Linked DNA regions of Rattus norvegicus: region 2 is linked to region 1. The links are chromatin contacts, called in public Hi-C maps. All regions are on one chromosome and are shown on one strand. The core of a region is the stretch at or near the end of the contact, and the rest is flanking DNA. Distances in the headings are between cores, read along the strand shown.

The links. A called contact is a pair of places that touch in the nucleus more often than the background predicts.
Region 2: a contact with region 1 is called in a Hi-C map of psoas muscle, with 3 times the contacts expected there. The contact joins two enhancer-like sites. A contact is called at or near these places in 4 of 12 Hi-C or Micro-C datasets (Schwann cells, frontal cortex, mammary epithelial cells and 1 more).

What each region holds. Positions count from the first base shown.
Region 1 is chr6:124,096,624-124,100,992 of GRCr8, forward strand. It overlaps LOC102550434 (a long non-coding RNA gene), which reads left to right. Exons shown (of 10, transcript XR_010052802.1): 3 at 2,405-2,546; 4 at 2,826-2,891; 5 at 3,227-3,375. Among named protein-coding and RNA genes, the nearest start is that of Cpg1, 57 kb to the left of the region's middle. Within about 2 kb of position 2,023, at least 24 of the 93 cell types and tissues checked have an H3K27ac peak or open chromatin away from gene starts, as enhancers often do.
Region 2 is chr6:125,112,606-125,116,974 of GRCr8, forward strand. No RefSeq gene overlaps it. Among named protein-coding and RNA genes, the nearest start is that of Psmc1, 7.7 kb to the right of the region's middle. Within about 2 kb of position 2,051, at least 1 of the 93 cell types and tissues checked has an H3K27ac peak or open chromatin away from gene starts, as enhancers often do.

The sequences.
Region 1 (4,369 bases), core at 773-3,272:
TCTTTAATTTCTGAAAGTTTCTTTCACTCATCTATTCCTCCATCCATTCATCCCACCACCCCCCAACACCCAACTCATTAATTTGTTGAGTATCTACTCTGTGCTAGGAAGTCCTTTAGGTGGTCCCTAGGACGCGGTGACAAATAACGTTCAGGACTTCTCTCGAGCCTTCCAGGCTAGCAGAGAATAACTGATGTGCAAATCGTTTTACAGATACTTAGTTCAGATGGTGAAAGGCGCCTTAAGGACAGCCTGAGGTGCTATGTGAGTTCCCTAAAGATGTGGCAACCACACAGAGAGAGGACATCAACCAAATAGAACGGGGAAGGAGATACATCACTTCTGCTCTCTTCCACAGGAGGCTGTGTAACAGTCTGCGGGGTCAGAGGGAGTTGAGCACTGTACCCTGGAGCCACCTCTTCCACGTCTTGTGTTTATGATGTGCAGGCAGTGACCTTGTTCTCCAGTGAGCTCTTCTGGACTGAGTAACTCACAAGGGTGTCTGTAAACTACTTAGGAGCTTTTGGACGGTCCCGCCCTTTCTCCACATGCTCAAAGCACTTGCTAGCTCTCTGCGCCTGCAGTCACATTCGGTTAATCCCTCCGTGGTGTCATAACTCTGTATCTTAGGAGAGGAGAAACTCAGACATATTCTCACCGCCATTCTGTTTTTCTCCCACGTCAGCCTTCCGGTTGGTCAGTCATGGGGTTTTGCAGAGTAAGGAGGGGAATGGTGAGAATAAGTTCTCTAGACCCAAGAAAACTTAGGAATCAATTTAATCCCACTTATAATGAAAATAATGAATACTATGGCATATCTTCTGTACAAAACACACACGCCCCTACTTCCTTGCATGTTCACCATGTATGCCAGGACTCATATGTTCTATGCTCACAGCAGACATTATTAATCAATCACGATACTTTTTATCAAACTGAACCTTCAGGAACACTCTCAATTCAACATTTTAGGCTTCATACTTCACTAAGGTTGGTGCAGGATATGAAATGCATTTGCCAGCCCGCGCTTGACTTCAATCAAGTGAGTCAACCTGGGAAGAGTGTCCAAGTAACTTACTCAGGTTGCGGATCCAAGCTTTCTGGAGGCAAATTTCCTCTTTACCCTGAGAAGATGGTTTTCAGTTTTTCCTAGTGTCCTCATGGTTCCTGGTACCCTCCTCAGGTCTCAGTGCCCCTACCTCAGATTCTGACCAGATTGTGTATTTTCTTGGACTCTCTCCTATCTTCCTTTGGTGACAGAAGACGTACAAGATGATCAGGTTCCAAGAAACTCGCTGTTCAATTCAGAGTTTCTCCTTCTGTTAGGGAATCATCACCCCAAAGGGTCTGAGAGACACGGATGGCACAACTTAACGACTGTAGCAAAACAACTGGACTTTGACTCGATAGTGTCTGTTTCCGGCCACACTGTCCGCCACTAGCAAAGATTCCCTTGTCTCCCATGAGCTTGGCGCGTTTCGAGTACTTGATTTAGATTACAAGCGGAAGGCTCAAGAAGAGCACAACTGGGTGAGGGTGGGGTGGAGGACAAGACTTAAGTATGGTTTCTGGTCCCCGCCCTAGACCTCAAGACACGGGGCTGCCCCAATCTCTTGGAGGCGGCAAGCTCTTGGTACTCAATTTGCAATGCTTTGATTCGCATGTACACTAGGGGGCGCAAGTAGGCTTGTTTTCCACCACGGCTCTAAGAAATCCAATGCAACTCTAGGGGATGGGGTATAGGAGGGCAGTCAGGAGCCACACTGTCTCTGAAAAGTGCTGAGGGTAAACAGACGTCTGAGGATGGGGTCTAAAAAGGAGGGTAACACGCTCATGAATTGCTCGAAGCTGTTTTCTGTATTTGTTTTCCCCGATCAGCCTTGGAACTTTGAGCTAGGGCTAAAAGGGCAAGTTATGTAAGGGCCTGGGCTGCTGCCATATTAGGCTGCCAGGCTCTCAGCCTCAGGGTGAGTCAACACCTGGGAGCTGGTGGCCTAGAGCGGCGCTTTCAAGTTGGCTGAGACTGAACCACTACAGTAAAGCCAGTGTTTGACCCATTCCTGAGCCAGGCAGGCGGGCAGGAGACTCAGGTCTATGGAAAGAAAGGCCCTACATACCTTTGCTCTGGAAAGACGGGTCGTGCTTTGGGCCCCAAATTGCAAGAACTCTTTTACCAAACAGACCTGTGCGCCACTGACCTACTTTTTCCGTAGAGTAGACAGAAGCCAGCCCAGGAGTACACAGCCTTCTTTTCCACCCGATTCCTCCAATGCCTCCAACAGTGGCCTTGCTGTCCCAGGCCAGGGAACTACGGGTGTGGACCGTACTTTCCTGGCCCACCGAAGGGAAATGAGCGGAGGAAATCCGCACAAGGGTTTTTACTGCCAAATATTTCTTTCCCTAGGAAGACAGTACATTCAAACCACTGAGTGGAGACTGGAGTTAGGCCAGCCATAAACTATCCTAATGAAGACTAATCGGGAACTACAATTACTGTTGACTTCAGAATGCAAACATGAACTTTAGACAGCGATCCCTATCAGCCGGTGAGGCCGGGCACAGATGCCGATCACTGTTTTCTGCCGTTGCTTAGCAATGGAAAATGAACTGTTCCTGCCTCTTATCACGGGGGGTGGAGGTAGGACAATGAGCTTTATTGGACTGAATAGATATAAAATTAGTTTATTTTTTTCTCACTTGGAGAAGGCAATTGGTAATAAAGAGAATGTCTTGGAAGAGGGCACCCACAGAAGTTGGGGGAGGAGGGTCGCCTCCCTTTTCTCTACCTCCACGGATCCTAACCAGCCTTGGGTTTTCCTCCACAGATAAAAGTTTGAATTTTGCCCGGGAGGGACCCTCCAGAATTATCATTAAAGAAAATATACGCAAAGGTAAACCACAGACCAGCGTGAAAATGAGATGAAGAATGAAGTCTTAGTAACAAGGAGGTTAAGGGTGCCCCAAAACCCACTGACCAGGATAAATAACTGAATGTAATGTTGAATATAGACATCTTAGGGTCTCTGTGCTTGGCACTGTATTAGATCATATGTTAGATGATATGTGTTGATTTGTGGGTAAAAGAAATATTGTAGAAAATCAAAATTGGTACCCTCCCCCCAATTCACAGTGAAGAAGATACACAAGTGTAAAGCCATTTCTCCCCTTTAGTCTCAAGCTCCTGTGTGGTATGTGATTTTTCTCCTGTCTCTCTCACACATTATAGAACAGAAGGGTCCCATGCTGCCCTCTCCACAACAGAGTGTGGTGATATCCACTGGAAGGTCTTGTTGTCTCACAGAGGAACTTCCTCCTTCTGTAGGGAGGGTCTCCTTCTACAGTCCTTGTGCTGACCTCACCTGAACCTATAGCGAGGTAAGTGGCTTTGGTGCGAGAAACCCACGGATGCTTCCTGGGAAGGACCTTAGCCTCCACTAACATACATGGTCGGCTAGAAATTGCCAGATACACTGTTCCCGAAACAACAGGCTGAGCACAGGGCTGGCAGCTGATGGCAAAACCACCCCCTTCCTATGCTTTCTGAACAAGGACTCAACTGTGTAGCTGGTCAGACTCTGACTCACAGTCATCCTGAACCAACCTTCTCAATGCTGGGATTATAGGTGTGGGCCACCACTCCTGACCATCCCTTTTATCACCAGCATTCATGGTAATTGTGCCCATTGAGAAGTTTTGGATAAAATCACATGGACTTGTCAATAGCAAATCTTTTTTTATTATTTATTTAAAATCAATACATAGGGTTTGACTCAATGCACATTAGGGTAAATATCGAAGCCTAAAGATGTCCACTTCATTCCTAGAACCCATCACTATGACCTCATACCACAGAAAGATTTTGCAGATGGAATTGGATTAAGGATTTTTGAGATATAAATCCTGGGCTCTTCTTTTTGGTGACAAAGGTTCTTATGGAGAAGAAAGGCCAAGTTTCAACGGTAACGGGGAAAGATCTAAAGACACTAGGCTTCTGGAGTTAACAAGAGAGCAAGAGGCCATGAGCCCCAAAACCCAGAAGAGTCAGAAACACACTCTCTCCAAGTGCTTCCCCAAGAAACACATCTCCTTCCCATCTTGACTTTAGCCAGGGGAAGGAAACAGTAGAATTCTGACCTCTGGCACCACAAGAGAATCCTATGATGATATTCTAAGGCACGGAATTTGTGCTGATTTGTTCCAACAGGAATAAGAATTGGGACAGATAAACTAGTATTATATCTCCAGAGAAGTATATTAAAAACCCACCCTCCGCCTTCTAAAAGACTTAAGTGCATGATCTCTCTGTTTTTCAGCTTTAACTTCTGCTTGGTGGCCTTTCCCCCATGTATACATGTTCTCACGTTTGTAA
Region 2 (4,369 bases), core at 801-3,300, 1.0 Mb after region 1:
ATCACTGAGCTACACAGCCCTTCTTTTGTTTTTGCTATAGTACCACTGCATGTAGTACCACTGCATGTAGTACCACTGTATGTAGTACCACTGCATATAGTACCACTGTATGTAGTACCACTGTATGTAGTACCACTGCATGTAGTACCACTGCATGTAGTACCACTGTATGTAGTACCACTGCATATAGTACCACTGTATGTAGTACCACTGCATGTAGTACCACTGCATGTAGTACCACTGCATGTAGTACCACTGCATGTAGTACCACTGTATGTAGTACCACTGCATATAGTACCACTGTATGTAGTACCACTGCATGTAGTACCACTGCATGTAGTACCACTGCATGTAGTACCACTGTATGTAGTACCACTGCATGTAGTACCACTGCATGAGTACCACTGTATGTAGTACCACTGTATGTAGTACCACTGCATGTAGTACCTCTGTATGTAGTACCACTGCATGTAGTACCTCTGTATGTAGTACCACTGCATGTAGTACCTCTGTATGTAGTACCACTGCATGTAGTACTGCTGCATGTAGTACCTCTGTATGTAGTATCACTGCATAAGTACCACTGCATGTAGTACCACTGCATGTAGTACCACTGCATGAATACCACTGTACGTAGTACCGCTGTATGTAGTACTGCTGCATGTAGTACCTCTGTATGTAGTACCTCTGTATGTAGTACCACTGTATGTAGTACTGCTGCATGTAGTACCTCTGCATGTAGTACCACTGCATGTAGTACCACTGCATGAGTACCACTGTACGTAGTACCACTGTATGTAGTATCACTGTATGAAGTATGGCTGCATGTAGTACCACTGCATAAGTACCACTGCATGAGTACCACTGTATTTAGTACCACTGTATGTAGTACTACTGCATGTAGTACCTCTGTATGTAGTATCACTGCATAAGTACCACTGCATGAGTACCACTGCATGAGTACCACTGTATTTAGTACCACTGTATGTAGTATCACTGTATGAAGTATGGCTGCATGTAGTACCACTGCATAAGTACCACTGCATGAGTACCACTGTATAAAGTGAACACTGAATATAGTACCACTGCATATAATACCACTGCATGTATTAACACTGCATGTAGTACCACTGCATGAGTACCACTGTATGTAGTACAGCTGCATATAAGACCACTGCATGTAGTACCACTGCATGTAATATCACTTCATGTAGTATCACTGCATATAATACCACTGTATGTAACATCACTGCATGTAGTACCACTGCATGTAATATCACTGCATATAATACCACTGTATGTAACATCACTGCATGTAGTACCACTGCATGTAATATCACTGCATGTAGTCTCACTGCATACAGTACCACTGCATGTAATATCACTGCATGCAGTACCACCACATGTAGTACCACTACATATATACCACTGCATGTAATATCACTGAGTGTAATATCATTGCATGCAGTACCACTGCATGTAGTACCGCAGCATATATACCACTGCATATAGTACCAAGCCTCAAGCCTCAAAGGCAACAACAGCAATGAGCTGCTGAGTCTGTGGTTGAGGCGGATCAGGCTCAGCTGGAGTAAGCTTTTCTCTCCTTTGGTGGAGCCAGACCTCATCTGCACCACTGCTCTGCCTGGGGAGGGCCCAAGGCACACCTGAGTACAGGCCTTTACTCTGCATCCTGCAGCAGCATTCCATAGATGGCTCTCTCCCTGCTGGCTGGAATCTGTTAGGCAGCTGGTGTCTCAGCTGTTAAAATGCCACAGGGACTTGCTGCTTGCTCAGGTTCCCCCAGGGAGGTTAATCTGTCAAGAAGGCTTTGCCAAGACAGCCAATGTGGCACGCTTTGACATTTGGGGAGCGTCCCTGTTTACACATCACACCTAATCCTACCTCCTCAAGGACTTCCCTGGGCACACAGAGATGTCTTCTGAGGATTGGAGAACGCCTGTAGGGACACAGAGGAATGTGCTGCTGGGTGGCTCTGCTAGGGTGGTGTGGGAAGGCTCAGGCAGAGCCAAGCTCAGACTAGGCAGAGGTCAGCTCAGATGGCGGCTGCCTAGCTCCTGTCCCAGGATGCACCTGTGGCCCTTCAAGGCTTTGTCCCCTTATGGAGCCACAAGCTGTCATGGTTTCCAGGAAACAGACAGGATCACTGCCATGTAGTCTCAAAAAGAGATTGAGACCTACAACTGTCACCCTAGTCATAACTGGGAAATTCTTACAATGGGAGTGGGGAGGTCTGTATAAGCCAAGAAGTCAGTATGGCCCATGAGAGGGGAGGGGAAGGTTCCCTAAAGGGGGGCTGAGTAAGAGAATAGAGCACATGAGATATAAAGAGAGAGGAGCAATACGGGGTTAAAGGGGTAAGTGGGGCTGGGGGCATGAGATGTCTCAGTGGGCTGAGCCCACAGTGGAAGGAGAGAGCCAACTGTAGAGTGCTGTCCTCTGACCTCCATATGTGCACGGTACCCATGTACACATGTGATAGATTCCCCATGCTCTAGTGAATGGCCCCACTCTCGTGCACATGACGCAAACACCAGTCGAACTCATGAGTTATTTCATAAAAAGGAGAGAGCATGAGGTGGGGGACAACATGCCGGGACAGGACTCCAGGAAGGGGAAGAAGAGTTAGTGTGGGGTAGATATGACCAACATACCTTGTTAATGACCTCTCATGACCACTATCAGACCCTCCCCTCAAGGGTCGACTTCTCGGTCCTCCCCCGGCCAGGGTTACAACAGTCTTTTAGTTGGGATCCATGAAAACCTCCAGCAGCTGCTTTGGGAGGCTTCTGCTTATCCAGGACAAGTGACAGGTGTGTAGGAAACCCGCAGCTGCCACCTCCTCCCACTGTCACTGTGGGCTGTCACCTATGGTCGGGACTGAGGGAAACAGGGAACAGGCTCGCTGTCCCTGAGACTCCCTCACTTGAGCTCCCACCAGCACCTCTGGTGCTCCAGCATCTGACACACACACTGGTCTGTGATATCAGGGACCAAGGTGCCAGCCCCCTTTCTAAAGGGAACCCCAGGACCTAAGAGTGATTGTCCTTGAGTCTCATTCCTAGAGCAGCAGATGGGGCAAAGAATCCAGAACCTTTTATTTCTATGTGTACCTTTCTCTCTCCTAGGTCTGTTTTTCCTTTAAGGTGTGTGTGTGTGTGTGAGTGTGTGTGTGAGTGTGTGTGCATGTGTGAGTGTGTGTATGTGTGTGAGTGTGTGTGTGAGTGTGTGTATGTGAGTGTGTGTATTGTGAGTGTGTGCGTGTGAGTGTGTATGTGTATGTGTGTGAGTGTATGTGTGAGTGTGTGTGTATGTGTGAGTGTGTGTGTATGTGTATGTGAGTGTATGTGTGAGTGTGTGTGAGTGTGTGTGTATGTGTGTGTATGTGTGTGTGAGTGGGTGTGTGTATGTGTGTGTGTATCTGTATGTATCTGTGTGTATCTGTATGTATCTGTGTGTATCTTGGTCTGTATGTGTGTCTGTGTCTGTGTGTCTGTGACTCTGTGTGTGGTGCACATGTATGGTGTGTGCGCACATATGTAAGGAAGTGCACATCTGTGTCTCTGTAAACAGTGGCCAGAGAAGAATGTGGGTGTCCTGCTCTGTCACTCTCTGTCTCGTTGTTTTGAGGCGGAATCTCTCACTGACCCTTGAACTAGGCTGGAATTCAGCAACCCCCAATGATCTTCCTGCCTCCACCCAGCATCCACAGTGCTTGATTTACAGGCGTCCACATTCGGCTCCTGTCCTGGGTGCTGAGAGCCAAACTCAGGCCCTTGAATTTGTGACTCTCACCCAGAAAGCTGTCTTCCCAGCCCCCTTCCTTTAAGTTTTGCTATGGTGACCGTGTTAAATTTGGGAAGATAGTGGTGTAATACAGCTATATTTTCACCGAATTTTGTTGAACTCAACATTTAAAATGGGTAAGTTTTGTGGACTGTAAGTCGTACAGCCACCATATTTTCAAAAAATAAATAAAGCATTCCAGCAAGTGCTTAGCAGAAGAAGCCAGTGGGGCCGTGAAGTTTGCACGCGAGAACCACATGAGACACCACTGCATTCTCCTAGGGTGGCTGAGGCATCAAACATGGACAGCACCAGTGCTGGAGAGAGGTTCGTAGGCTGCTAAGAGACAGTAAAGGTATTCCGCTGCTTTGGAAAACGGTGTCTCTGAAGGCTGTGACCAGAATGTCCACCACACGTGCACACACTGATAAAAGCATGTGACTGAGAGTGCACTTGGCCTTGTCAGTGACACTGCCCACATGACCATCCCTGATGATGGAGAAACACACGTGGAGTAACGGTCTAAAGGAATACTTTATGACAAGAAGTGGCCTCAGAATAC